2 separate regions of the Pan troglodytes genome follow, and region 1 is linked to region 2. The links are chromatin contacts, called in public Hi-C maps. All regions are on one chromosome and are shown on one strand. Each heading gives the region's core, a stretch centred on a gene start, on an enhancer-like site or on the middle of the called end of the contact. The rest is flanking DNA. Distances are from core to core; before and after follow the strand shown. Region 1 has its middle 300 kb from the start of CLIC5. Region 2 has its middle 270 kb from the start of CDC5L.

Region 1 (7,609 bases), core at 3,159-5,658, 1.0 Mb after region 2:
CACATAGTGAATTTGCCAGGCAAATTGTGAAATATGAGTCATGGTTCTATTTGTTCTGCAATTGTGAAAATTACAAACTTTTTATCAAGATAAAAACTGAAACTTTGAGTGTCACCTCATGGGGGGAGCCCTGACACTCTCACGTCAGACTGTTCTCCTCACCCACCCCCACGGCTCTAGTCACGCTATGCCTCTGCCAGGGACCAACCTGCTGTTTAGTGTTCAGCACCCAGAGAGTGGCTTGCCCGGAGGCCCTTTCAAATACTGGTCACAAGCACTGCTGTTAGCCTGACCTCCAGCTTGCTTGTCAAGTAGAGGCTTGGTTGTCCTGGAGGCACTGCCTCTCTCAGCCCCCTCCCCTCCTACTGTCCAGACTCGAGTCCAGCGCTCCCTCTACCCGTGTGCTCTCCATATCCCTGCCCTGTAGCCAGGGACTCCCAGTCACCACTTACCTAAGTTTCATTCTCTAAAGACCCTGGTAATTGGAAATAGATTCCTACTAATGCACTAATTTGTTACTCCTCAAGAAGTAAATGTGATCTTAAAGTGATCTTAGGTAGATAAAGTCTTAATCCACTGGTTTCCTGAAGTCCTCATCTTCCTTGGATGTACCTGAGGGTCACTATTGAAAGCTTGGAACCCTCCGCCCTCTATCAGAGCTCCAGCCAGAGCTGTTCTGATTTTATACGCCTCCTTAAAAACACTCTATACTGGGGTCACACAGTGTGATCTATGAAAGGGTGGGCTCTGGAGCCAGACCAGGCAGGATGGAAACCCAGCTCTAGCACCTACAGCTGTGTGATGTTGGGCATATCATTTAACTTCTCTGTGCCTTAATTTTGCCATCTGTAAAGTATGAACAGTAACAGCACACTGTATCTACCTTGTAGAATTGTTGGACTAAATGAGTTAAAACATCTGGCATACAGTAAATACTACTTAACAATGCGCTAGTATCGTCTACATAGGGGCCCTCAGAGATTTTGTTTGAAAGAGGGTTTCCACTGCTTTACAAAAAGGTAAAACAAACAAAGCTCCAAAGTCCTACTCCCTTCACTCAAAATATGAATAACTTACTGGAATGCCACCACCAAGGGTAAGTTTCTTGGCGCCCCTCAGATCTTACCTAAATGTGGGGCTGAGCCGGCTTCAGGTCCGCCCGTGAACTGGATCAATCAACTCAAACCAGCACTGTTGTAGCTGCTGACTTAGGGAACGGAGTTAAGTGCAATATCTGAGGCACTTTATTCATTTTATTGTTCTCTAGGTTTTTAAAAGTTGTTATTATTAAGCTAATAATGTTAGGCTCTATACCTCATGAGTGCCCAGCAAGAGGCCATTGGCTCACGGTGTCAGAGGAACCATGTGAAGAAATATTTCCCAATTTTTGAAGTGAGAGGTCAGATATTAGTATCAAAGATCAGATGTTAGTATCAAATAACACTGTGGCATCTGCTTGATTAGAAATGAATGAATAAACTAGCCCACTTTTCAATTATTGGTGACAACTTTTTTATTTTTATTTTTATTTTTAGAGACAGAGTCTCATTGTGTCACCTAGGCTGGAGTGCAGTGGTGTGATCTCGGCTCACTGCAACCTCTGCCTACTGGGTTCTAGCAGTTCTCCTGCCTCGGCCTCCTAAGTAGCTGGGACTACGGGCACATGCTGCCACACCCGACTAATTTTTTGTATTTTAATAGAGATGGGGTTTTGCCGTGTTGCCCAGGCTGGTCTCAACTCCTGAGCTCAGACAATCCACCCACCTCGGCCTCATGAAATCCCAGGATTACAGGCGTGAGCCACTGCACCCAGCCTGGTGACAACTTATTATTGGACAACATCTTGACCACTTGGGGCAGGTGTCATAGTTAATTTCTAACCAATCTTGAGGTCCTCAAACGTGGAAATGATGCTCTTTCTTCCTTTGTTTTTAAGAATTTTTTTTTATTTTCACGGACTCAAGGAAGGTACTTATTACATGACAATGTAATTCTCATGAGCAGGGGCAGCAGCGACGCTGAGTTGCACAGCAAACACCGACTTGAGCGTGGCTGAGGATCAAGGAGGAGAACTGAAGCATGCACCAGTTGCCACCACCAGGGCAGTGTCCCACCGAACACAGGGCTATCAGCACCATGCCCCACTTGTACCCCAAGCTCCACTATGATGCTGTGAATATTCCATTGCTTGAAATGAAGGGTCATCATGGTGAGGATGAAGACAGACGCAGTCTCTTTGTGTCTGAATTTGAGTAATGGGTAGGGGGTGGGTGCTTCCACAGGGTTTTATTGCCCTTGGATCTCAGAAATATTTATTTTCAGTTGATTAATACTCTGCCATTTATACTGACCACATGGCTTCAGTTTTAGAACTCCAAAAACACAAGGGCTGTTGGGTAGAACAGGAAACAAATTTTAGGAAGTATGTATCACAGTCCCCCATGACATTTTCTTGTGGGTTAGTCTTAAGTCATACAGGCATCAGAATTTTAATCCTGAAGAAATTTCTTGTAGAAAGAGAGGATTTTCTTGTATGTCTGTACCTCTACACTCAGAATGTTGTGGTATTATTTCATTAGCAATGTAATGATAGCAGTTAACATCTGGCGAGTGCTGACTATATGCCAGGCATGGTGCTGAGTGCTTGCTTTTTTTTTTTTTGATATGGAGTCTCGTTCTGTCACCCAGGCTGGAGTGCAGTGGCGCGATCTCGGCTCACTGCAACCTCTGCCTCCCAGGTTCAAGTGATTCTTCCACCTCAGCCTCCCAAGTAGCTGGGATCACAGGTACCCGCCATCATGCCCGGCTAATTTTTGTATTTTTAGTAAAGACGGGGTTTCATAATGTTAGCCAGGCTGGTCTTGAACTCCTGACCTCAGGTAATCTGCCCACCTTGGCCACCCAAAGTGCTGGGATTATAGGGGTGAGCCACCTCACCTGGCCCCTGAGTGCTTTTACATAGTTTATCTTATTTATTCCCTGGAATAAGTCTGTAAAAGTAGGTGCCATTACATTTTAGAGATGAGAAAATGGAGGTTCAGTGGTTCTAGGTGACTTGTCTGAGGTTATCTGAGTAGAAGGTGACAGGGTTGGGATTTGAACCAATGTCTGGCCCCAAAGCCTGGATGCGTCTCTTTATACACAAAGGCTCTTCTAATGAAAATGGGGCATTTATTTCTGTATATACTGTGGCTACGTTCTCCAAACAGTTCGGAGCTTTAGAAAATATTTTGAGAATTCTCACTCAGATAGACTTTCCGGCAAATACAACTTATTTTGCTTGAGAATTTCCCTGTTTCTTGCACCTTTGTCTATTCAGCTTGGAGAACCAACCTTGGGGAACAAAATCTCCCTCCACCTATCACAGACATTTTCTTTGATTGCTTTGAGACAGCAGCTGAGCCACCATCCACAGCTTCACCTATCAAGACAGGTGTCTCTGTTTTCCATGAAAGGTGTGACTGCCGGAGATCTCTGTCTTCAGCATTCTCCACCCTTCCCTCCCAGTGCTGCAGAAAGCCTGGCATAGGGTCAGGCTGGTGAGGCTGGATCCAGGCCTACCTTCTTGAACTTCAAGCCGTAAGTGGGACATTTACAAGGGAAAGATCCCTTCTGTGGAATCTCACCGTGAAGTTTCAAGGGCTGCTGCCCCACGCCCACTATGGGCGCTCATAGCCAGGGCTTCTCTGCGTGTCTTACTCTCACCTCTACATCTTTCACTCTCACCGTTATCTCTGAAGAACCAAAGGGAGAAATCACAGGAGTTGGAAATTCCGACGAACCTTTTGCTCTTAGTTGTTGTGCTGAGGCTGGGTGAGTCTCATTTTTAGAAGAAGATGGTGAGAGATTAGTGACCGTGGCTGCTAATCAGCCTTCATCTGAGGAGGAGGACTGCAGAGCCCCATTTTGTCAAAATGAGAGGGAAAATAAGGCAATGAGGCATGTGAAAGGGAAATGTGTTTTTATTTCCTTAAAACCATGCTTTACTGAAAGAGGCACACTGCTCGGGTCTCAGGCGCCCGAGGTGGACTCTGAAAGCTGGCTCTGAGAAGGGAGCGGGAGGGCAGAGAAGGGGAAAACCCATCTGGGACTTTAGCGAATTTTGAGCTATTCAAAAGTTGTTGATCTTGCCAGATTCCAACTTCTGACAGCTGCTAAATATGGCACCTGAGAAAATAGCTTTGATTTTGTAATTTGGAAATGGGAAGGGAAAATTCATTAGGGTTAAATGCACAGAAAGAACACCAGCGGCTTTCCTGTGTCCATCCAGAGGCTTTTAGAGACTTATTGAGTCCTGGTACACAGAGAGTAGATGTGAGGTCCCGCAAGGATGAAAAAGACATTTCCTCCCCTCTGAGCTTGGGCACTAACAATGACAAGCTGAAGGCAAAGCCTGTTAGGAATTCGCCTCTATGCAACATCCCCCTCTACTGGATTCTTGCATGGAAAAGAGCACCCTGACAGCCTCTGCTGCCCTAGAAGGTTTTCAGAGCTCTTTCTCTATGTTAACACACACTTTGGAGTCTCCAAGGCAATTTCCCCTGCCCTCTCTATTATGTCCTTGATTAAGATGAAACATTCTGTAAATGCACACACATCCAAGAAAGATAAGACACATACCAGAGAGAGAGGAATGAAATGATGATGGGGTCAGCGTGGAATTTTAGGACTCCAGAAGACTGGGTTGTTTACCTAGTGTGGGATTGAGGGCCAGAGAGGGGGGCGTTGCTGGAGGCACACAGCTGGTAAGAGGCAACACTTGTGCTGGAACCCCACCTCTCCCGACTCCCCTTTAGTGCTCTTTCTCCTGTGACAGAGTGACATGTATATTCAGAGTGATTGAACCTTGAACGTGGTTTCTGGTCATGGAAACCACAGGGCTTGTCTAAGGAGAAGGTGATCCTTCTGATTGTTTCTGTTGCAAGATCTCCTTCTCTGACCTGGGTGGACTTACTGCAGTTGCAACTGACCCCAGGGAATGGGGTCAGAAATGGTCTGGCCCCAGGTCATTGGTGATCCATAGACCATAAGTCCAGGCAGAGAGCCTGATACCATGAGAAGCACCTTCATGTCTTCCCCAGTCACAGGGCTGGGGCCTTCCCCATTAGAGTCAAGTGCATCTACAGCAGTCTGCCCAGTAGAAATTTCCACAATGGTGGAAATGAGCCATGTCTGCACTGTCTAATATGTAGCCACCAGCCACATGTGACTTCTGAGTCCTTGAAATGTGGCTAGGGTGACTGAGGAACTGAATTTTGAATCGTAGTTAATTGTAATTAATTTAAATTTAAATAGTTACATGTGTCTAGTGGCTACTTGATGGACAGGACAGTTCTAGGAAAGACTTGTTGACATATGTACATCACTTGGCCAACGAGACAGTAGTTTTCTTATTAGGTGCTGCTTGATAATTGGCAGGGCTGCGAGGAGAGGACAGAACCTGGGATGTGGCAGAACAGCTTGTACAAGCAGTGCTGGAGCAGAAGGAAAAACACCAAGGCTAAACTCTTGCTTCTGCCCCAGAGTAGCCGCATGAATTTGGGAAACACTTGGGACTCCATGTCTTCATCTGTAAAATGGGGAGGTGATTTGGTTCTCCACCTCTTTGCCTCAAAGGAGCCCTTTTATTATTTTTCCTCTATTGATTCTTTTTTAGACAAAAAAGCCTGTCTATGACACAAGCAACATTTACTGAAAGAGGAATTGTTGACATTTAAAATGACAAACTTGTAATCAGAATCTTTAACACCAGCTAACTAGAATGAACACAGTCAGTGGATATAATTCCATCCAAAAGCAAAGCACCTGAGGCATAATTAGCCTGTCTGGTCTCATGTGTAGCACACTCATATGCTTATGAATGGCTTTAAAAATACGAAGAATACCTCTAGGACTCCCGTTATGGCCTGCTAGGACATTTAGGGGGCTCAGGGACCCAGGTTAGGATCCAGATGAGATGATCTCTACCTTCCTTCTGGGTCTTAGAGTTGTGAGTCCAAGGAGGATTTGATGGGAGGATGTGGTCAGGAGTGAACAAGTTAGTACAGCACTTTTGGGGGAATCTGGGCCTTGTTGAGGGGAGGATACTGAAATGTAGATGGGAAAACCATGCAGCAGAATCTCACCTGATTCACGCTTTTGCTTAGGGCACTGCTTGGGGGCTACTGGAAAATGTTAGAGCCATCTGGGCCAGAGATGGCATCCGGATCAGGCAGCCACCAGCTGCCAGCTACCACACCAGGCTGTTCTTCCTTCCCTCTGGGCACCACCTCCAGCAGTGGGGGACAGGGCATGAGGCAAAGGGCCATTTGCCTCCCAGCATGTGACCCTCCAAGGCTGTGGAGGTGCCACAGAGAGGGTGGTGGGAGGAAACCCAGAGCAATGAAGCAGAACCTGAGAAAACTTCACACAGGAAGCTGCAAGGAAGCTCCTTCTCCCCCTCAGAGGGTCTGTGAGAGTGGAATGTTCTCTTTGAAGGATGTGCTTTCAGGCCGAGCTGACATCTGTGCAGCACTTCTGCATGCTCTGGCTTCAGTTACCTCATTGGATTCGTACAGTAGTTTTCTAGGAGGAAGAAGATATTAGTCCACCTTACAGGCAAGTGAGCAAAGGACCTGGGAGGCCAAAAGACCAGCATGAGATTATTTAGCTTGCAGATGGCAGCTCTGGTATTCACACCCAGGACGGTGGAGGCTCTGACCCTAGGCAGTATGCCCTGACCCTGTGATACGCTGCCTCTGATGACAGGACATGACCTGTGATGACCTCATCGCTGTTGTTCCTATTACCTGGTACCGTCTTGGGAAAGGACACCTCCTTTAACTCAAAACCAAGAACGATCTCTCCTTGGTTTTCACATCTTCTGTCCTTTACTTATTGTGGCTGGTTTATGTGTATACGTTTTGATTTTTCAAAGATCTTTTTCACACAATCTAATTTTATTTTCTCAAGAACCCTTGTAGGTATGTGGAGCCAACCTCCTTGTTCCTACTTTACAGATGTATAAACTGAGGCCCAGAGAGATACATGACTTTGTCATTGACTACAGGGTTCGATTGGCTAAGTAAAAGAAATTTTCTGGCTGGTACATTTTTGCCCTTTTGACCTCTACATCTGAAGTATCCACCTTATAATGTCAGTACCCTTCTGACACTTTTTGTTGGTGGTGGTGGTAAAAAAAGAGGTCTTTATTCACTCCAGTTTTGATCATGAATCAGTGTGCTCCTAATCTCAGCAATTTTTGTAGTAAGGATACAGGTCTTAAAGTCTTTAGATGGTTCAAAAATCTTGTGAGAACAGGATTTTCTCAGTGTTTGTGGATGTCTGTATTATTCCATTCTTTGAGGGACCTCCGAGAGGTACATCCCTTCGAGGCCAGGTGCAAGCTTCGATATGCTGCATTAGTCATAGCAACTAATGAGCATGAAGGCGCTTTTGAACAGCAGAGCATGCTCTCAGTGTGGGGACTCTGGTTTCAATAACTTACTTTGTTTGGTCAGGCTGGGGCTTGGCCGAACATGGTGCACAGCGTTGCTTTGTACCTATGCACTTACTTATTTTAAAATAAACATTAATTGAGCATCTACTATTTGCCAAACGTTGTTTTCTG
Region 2 (7,219 bases), core at 3,778-6,277:
TTTTGGGCACAATCCTTGTACACACACACACACACACACACACACATCCGTTTTATTGGTACTAACATCCATGTTGTTGTGCAACTTACTTTTCATTCTTAACACATCTCAATGCACCTTTCATGTCAGTATCTAGGGCCTACCACCATTGTTCTTAATTGTTCTATGCCAGTGCCTCTCAGCCAGGGGTGCTTTTGACCCCAGGGAACAGCTGACAAAGTCTGCAGACATTTTTGTTTGTCACAGATGGGACAGGGGATGCTGCTGGCATCTGGTGGGTGGAGGTCAGGGATGTTGTTAAACATCCTACAATGCACAGGGCAGCCCCTAACAAAGAATGATCTGATTCAAAATGTCAATGGTGCAGCATGGTATCCTGTGGCAAAACTAGAAGATTCCTAAGCACCTTCTAGTTCTCACATGCCACAAGGATGTGTCACGCAGGGCCTTTCCCTCTCCCTCCCAGCTCTCTATGCTCAGTCCGTTTTCATCCCTTCCTGCCATGCACTCACCTCCTCAGCTCTCCTCCCAGAACACTCTTGTGTCTGCAAGCCACACTTTGCGGCATCTCCTGTTATAGCTCTTTTTTCACCTTGCAGATGCCATATTGTTCCTTGATGAATTGTCCCTGGAGAGCAATAATGGTATCCACTTCTGTAACATCCTCAGGGCCCAGCATGCTGTGCTTGGTGGACGAATCGGAAATTACATCACTCCCATTCAGAAAGAAGTCTAACCATTCAAGATGATATTTTTACCCCAGGGCCTCTTAGCCCTGGCTGCACAGTAGAATCACCTGGGGAACTCTAAGTAAACACAGATGTCCCAGTCCCTTCCCAGACACCCATTGAATCACAACCTCTTGGGTAAATTCTGCACATCAACATCTTTTAAAACTTCCCTCGCTGATTCCAATGCCCAGTCAGGGAAGAGAACCACCACGCTAGTCAGTTACTGCTGCAGAGTTATCACAAACATCTGAACCGAATTCTCACAGTTCTTGAGATAGTGCCTGGTGATAAATTCCTGTCAAAGGAAGGGTCACGTCTAATTTCTGTTCTCTAATCCAGGGCTTCGCTCACTCTAACGGGCACATGAATCACCTGGGATCGTGATAAAATGCAGATTTGGGTTCAGAACGTCTGAAGTGGGGCCGGAGGTGCTGCATTTCTAACAAGCGTCCTGGGCTGCTGCTGCCGCTGGTCCCGGGACCGCATTGTGAGCAGCAAGGCTTGGAATGTTGCTTCAGGGTGTAGAGGCCTTCAGGCTCTTTCCCAAACTTAGGCTCCGAAATGTTTGCTTGTTCCTTAGCCAGGCAGGCACCCGGGTCATCCTCTTGGGAAACAGCTTCAGTGCAGGTGAGCTGAAACAAAAGCTATGAAGAGAAATGGTAAATGTTTACTGGGAGTTAGGAAAAAACAAACAAACAAACAAACAAAACAAAGAAAGAAGCAGAGGAATGCGACAACTCCTAAAGCTTAGAAATAAAAAGATAAAACCCCAGAACTTCAGGGCGCCTTCCAGTTTTAACAGTCTTGGTTTGATGTCCATTAGAACGTCAGCTAAGATCCATCAAGGGCGCAATTTCCTCCCACAGACTTGGGACCTCATTTTTGCTGCTTGAGCCGCACTCTGTTCTCCATCAGTGGGATTTGCGCATATGGAACCGAGTGTGGAATTGGGCCCATTACATTTAACTTCCTATATCTGACATATTTAATACCTACTTTTCAAATAAATGAAATCCCTGTTTAGTGCCGGCCTGGAAAGGTGCAGTTGGTTAAGGAATTTTTCATGGGCCTGCGCAAGGCGACTCTGTCAAACCCGGCAGCCTCTTGAAGAGGGTGCAGTGACCGGGGTCTCTCAGAAATGGGGGGACAAGGTTATAGAATAATGGAACAGCTGTTATAATAAATGGGCAAATGCATTTTTTAAAAAAAGTCTTAAGAGCTGCTTTGTGTGCAGAATTGTAATCACTCACACATAAAAATGTGTGTGTCTCAGAATTGGGGAAGGAGAAGCTCTCAGAAGGCATCAGTTCTAAGAATCTACTTTCATTATGTGCCATTCCAGAGGGATGAATGGGCCTTGACTCTGTAAAGTATAATAGCAAAGTCACAACTTGGCCTAGCTTTCACTTAGCCTCCAAATCCTCTCAAACAACAGCATAGGGGGCTGGGGCTTGGAACGGGGCAGCCAAGGCTAGTGGGTGATACCTACTCTCACTCCACCCTTACCAACCAGCTACCTGGTGGGACATGTCGAGGTGAACATGCCACAGGGCATCTGAACTGGGCCAGAGCTGGAACTCCAGAAGCTGGAGCTTCTGGGGTGAAGCTTGGGGCAACCCCACACCCTGTCTTCTACCCTAAGGATCCATTTGCAAGAGTTTCTATGCACAGCGTCCTTGGTTTGGGGCTAATGGAGAAGTGGTACGTGTGTGAGTCAAGGGGTACCTAAAGAAGAGAGAAACATAAAGATAATGCAGAGGATAGTGTGTGTTCCCTAGTCTCAATGGAGAAATAGAGAGAAGTTCTTTTCACGAGCTGCCCTCTGAGCTTCCAGGGTCCAAATACTGCTACTTTGCAACCCAGTGACAGGATGGCAGCGGGGGCCAGCTACTTTCCCTTCTTGTTGACAAAACCCAGGCTCTCTGTCTTGTCACTGTCCTCAGTTTTAGAGTATGTGTCACTGGGTGTTGGTGTCACTGGACTTTGGGTCCTGGAACTGGCTGAGTGGAGATGAGGTGGGGGTGCCATTAAGTGTGCAGGTGGGGTGGGGACTGTGTGTGTAAAATTCTTTTCTCTATTCTATAGGATTCCCCTTTGGCTACTCATCTCAGCCCTGCACCCTCCAGAGCTTCAAGGAGCAGAATACTTAGAAAAGCAAAAAAGGGAATCTGGGAAACAAACAACAACAACAAAAAACCACACAGTTGTTATGATGGGGTTTTCTTTTGTAAATGTCTTCAAAATCTCAGTTCAGGTTCAGGGCTCAGCTCACCTGCCATCCAGGCTGGTTCTCTCAGTTCACTCAAGCCTATGTCATGCTGTGGCCACCTAGATGTGAGTATTCAACCAGGACTGGTCCCATCCCTGTTCCTTCTGCTGCCGGGGCCATCTGAGCTGCTCCTCACCCGGAGACAGAATGGATGCAGTGCCTCTCTGCACCCCCAGCCCCACCCCCAGCTCAGCCCGACACAATAACAAACAGCCCTGTGAAAAGCACTTACATTTATGAACTGTTTATAAATTTACCGACATTGATTTATGACTCTTGGCTAGACCTGATGTGAGTCTCTTTAGGGGTATTTCTTCCTTTCTTTCTTTCTTTCTTTGAATTTTTTTTTAAGTGTTAATGTTACGGTTCACATTCTTAATATAGCCACACGCCAGGAACTATCCGGAAGACAGCTGGGAGCCCGACCAATGACCCATGGGCAGGAACCTAGACTTGATTTATGCCGGGGCTGTGGCTGGTGGAGAAAGCTGTTTCTGGTTGGTTCGGGGACAGGCTGTTCTTTCAGAAGAAGACCCCTAAGAGAATGCCTCAGCTCTGAGGGGCAGTTGCAAGAAGCAGGAAGAGGGCAAACTGGATTTGGAACTGTGTGAACCTCACTGCTTCCTAGATATGTGACTTGAGACACCCTGAGCCCCAGTTTCCTCATCTAGGTAATAGGGATAATAAAACTGACCCTGAGTGGCAGCTACAAGAGTTAATGGGGCCCTATTGGTAAAATACTTAAATGTGGCTTCCCCATAGTAGGTGCTCAGTAAATGATGATGAGGACTTTCCAAAGCTTGATCAACAGTGATTATTTATTAGCCAGTTTTGTATACAGTTTGGAATGGAAATGTGCCACTAGCCTCTTCAATGAAGTTATAGTCAGGCTCCCCACACAGAGCCCAGACTCCCCTTCTCAGCCATGAAAAACGCTGGAGGGGCCTGGAGGAAAGTATGAATGAAGAGCTCCTCCCTGCCGCTGCTCTGCCTGTCACTGCACACACGAAGAAAATTGGTATCACTCTGGCCAGGTGCGGTGGCTCACACCTATAATCCTAGCACTTTCAGAGGCTGAGGCGGACAGGATTACTTGAGCGCAGGAGTTCGAGACCAGCCTGGGCAACGTGGTGAACCCCTGGTGGCATGCGCCTGTGGGAGGATGACGCAGGAGAGGCACTGGAGCCTGGGAGGCAGAGGTTGTCGTGAGCCGAGATTGCACCACTGCACTCCAGCCTGGGTGACACAGCAAGATCCTGCCTCAAAAAAAAAAAAAAAAAAAAAAAGAAAGAAAGAAAAAGAAGAAGAAGAAAAAAGAAAGAAAGTAAGGGAAGGAAGGAAGGGAGGGAGGGATGGAAGGAAGGAAGAAAGGAAGAAAAACAAAGGAAGAGGAAGGAAGAAAAAATTAGTATTACTCTCATTGTGTCACTAACTTTAATTACTACCTATATTATTATCTATGACTGTCTTTGCTAAGGAAAGAAGGAACTAACATTTATTGAACACCTTCAGTTGTCAAGAACTTGGCAGGACTTATTTTAAGTCTCATATAACCCTCTGAAGTGGGTGTTGTTATTCCTATTTTACAGATAAAGAAACTGAAATTCAGAGAGATTAAAGTAATTTTCCCATGATCCCACAGCTGGTAAGTGGCTGAGATAAGACAGAAACCCAGCCTCACTCCTAAACAACCCATTTCCCCCAAAACTCTTATCTACCTTATCTACCTACCTACCTACCTAAAAAAACAAAACAAACCCCTGAAATCCTGACTGAGGGCCTGAGAACCTCATGGTGAGGTGTGAAAACCCGTGCAGAGCACAGCATGTCCTGTGACATGAATATCAAGGAATGTCCCCAGGCAACCCGTGCCTGCTCAGCCGCTGTAATTGAGACAGACCCCACCTCTTGCGACAGAGCCTTTCTGGGTCTAAAAGAAGCAGGAACAACAAAGACAGAAGCAAACACCTGGGGCTCGAGTCTACCCGCAGGGACGCCCGCAGACACCAGGTGGCGCCCGAGTCTGGCCGAACGCTGAGCAACCCTCGGTCTGATTTCTGAGGGGACACAGCGTCCACCGACTGTCAAATAGAGTGGGTGGAGGTGATGGCCAGCCAAAGAGAGGTGTCCTAGCTATGGTTGGGTGGCCTGTGGGGGAGATGCTACGTGAGGGTGCCCTATCCAAACACTGAGCACCGTGGGGTGATCCTGATGTCTACCACAGTGACCCGGGGAGGAGTTGTGGGCTCATGGTCCCAGGGTCCTGCCATGCAGGCACCAGGGACAGAAGACGGAAGTGGGGGTTCCTTCAGTTCCTCCAAGAGAGCCGCTTTCCATTTCCCGGCAGAGGCCCCCTCGGCCCCTCCGCAGCTCTGTGCTTGGCCTGGGTGGACCCCGACCAGTGGATGTGGTTGAGCAGGAGGAGTCCTTAGACCCCAGCTTCTGGTCACAGGGGAAAGGAGTCTCCCGCGTTGGGGATCCCCATCCCCCTGGAAGCCAGGCCCTTCTGTCCAGGGCCCTGTGCCTTCTCTTACTGTGGACTGAGCCTCCACTCTTGGTTTCCACTTGGTAGAATGTCTGGACGAAAACAATCACACTTGGATTCCAGGTGACACAGACATGCCCAAAACCCTGGTAACATAGCTCAAGCAGAAAAAGGGACGATTTGATGTATCAGTCTCCTACCTTTGTCTGCCCCACCTCCTAATTACCGGGACCATCTCAGTCTTTCCAGGACTTGCCAATTTCATACATCCCAGTTTTTCTTATAAGTCATTGAAAATAGCCTGGAAAGCCCAATATTCAATGTGGCATCTCCCAAACAGCTTCTCTCAGCCAGAAGTGGGACAGAACTCTAAAAGTGCTGGGGTTTGGTTTACATACTAAGGTCACCCATGGCCTATCCTATATTCCTAAGGTGAGGCTGTTGGAAGGGGAGAGGCTCCTTCTACCCACGCAGAGCAACATGGAAAGGCAGCCACCTGCCCCCTCAGCTTGCAGCCTGGAGGCCTTTGCGTTCCTCTCCATTTATATGTCCTGGATTCCAGAGCCAAAATCTTCTACGCCCATAGACAGAGAGTAGGTTCATTCAGAGGCTCATTAATTACATGGCTAAGAGAAGGAAGGGGAAGAAAAGACTCATGAAAATGTTCATTTAAACTTAATTGCTGCCCATGCTCTTGCTAATTGAAGTAGCTCCGTTGCATTTCACTTATGTACCTGAGTGTATTTAAAATGGGATATTGCACAGTATAAACTAAGCCACATCACAAACTAACGATCTGGAAAATCTCAGTTAAATAAACAAAGCTGGCTTTAAGTTACACAGGAGAAACATGTAGTCTCCCGTGCGTACACACACACACACACACACACACACACAGACACACATACAGCCAAAGCACCAGGATCTCAGACCTTCGGTTCATATCTTCTCCTTCATAGTTCAAATTAAACACAGTCTCTTGCTCTCTCTTTTCCTTATTAAATTTATTTTTAACAGTACCTTAAAAAAATAAACTCACCCCTCTGTGCCACTCCTATGCCAGGTGCAGCCAGGGGCAAATTTTTACAGCTGAATTACATGACCTGAAAAATACGGAGCACATAATGAGAACATTGAGAGACCCCATCTCTAGCACCGGGCCAGTGCTGGTGTAATAATATTCCTGGAGAGAGCAGTAGCCGGGGCAGCTGTGGAGTCAGGCTGAAGCCCTTACTCAGCATGAGGAATTATATATATCTTGGAACTCTTTCCTGAACCTAAACATTATTGCTGAGAAAGGGATAACAGTGTGAGTGGCCATCGCTCGCCAGCCAGGGCTCACACACTGCTTCGAATGTGAGTTTCCTCCCAAGGCTGAGGGGAAACGTTCCAGACCCAACTTTGCCTAGGGCAGGGATGAGGATGGGGCTGAAGGCCTGGGAAGTCTTTGACTCTGGAGTGGTGTTGACATGGCAGTCGGATAAAGCTTGGCACTCCACAAGCCCAGGCTCCGTCGCCCAAGGACCTCTAGGAGGTGTTGTGGGCTGCTTAAAAGTCTAAGTCTACTTCCCTGTACCAGCTCCCTGGGCATTATCCTGGAACTCCCCAGTTATCTGGACTCAGACCAGAGCCCCTCAACCTCAGCTGTCTGCAGCCATGGCAAGAGTGAGGGAGGGCAAAGCTGTTGAGCTACAGGAATCACAGCAACAAAGATGGCTCTTAGGCTGGGCACAG

What was found. A called contact is a pair of places that touch in the nucleus more often than the background predicts.
Region 1: a contact with region 2 is called in a Hi-C map of stem cell-derived neural progenitor cells, with 13 times the contacts expected there. The contact joins two enhancer-like sites. A contact is called at or near these places in 4 of 7 Hi-C or Micro-C datasets (blood, induced pluripotent stem cells and stem cell-derived neural progenitor cells).

What each region holds. Positions count from the first base shown.
Region 1 is chr5:51,590,188-51,597,796 of NHGRI_mPanTro3-v2.0_pri, forward strand. No RefSeq gene overlaps it. Among named protein-coding and RNA genes, the nearest start is that of CLIC5, 300 kb to the right of the region's middle. Within about 2 kb of position 4,409, at least 3 of the 24 cell types and tissues checked have an H3K27ac peak or open chromatin away from gene starts, as enhancers often do. A contact at or near this core is called in stem cell-derived neural progenitor cells, where this site is marked.
Region 2 is chr5:50,549,179-50,556,397 of NHGRI_mPanTro3-v2.0_pri, forward strand. No RefSeq gene overlaps it. Among named protein-coding and RNA genes, the nearest start is that of CDC5L, 270 kb to the left of the region's middle. Within about 2 kb of position 5,028, at least 2 of the 24 cell types and tissues checked have an H3K27ac peak or open chromatin away from gene starts, as enhancers often do. A contact at or near this core is called in stem cell-derived neural progenitor cells, where this site is marked.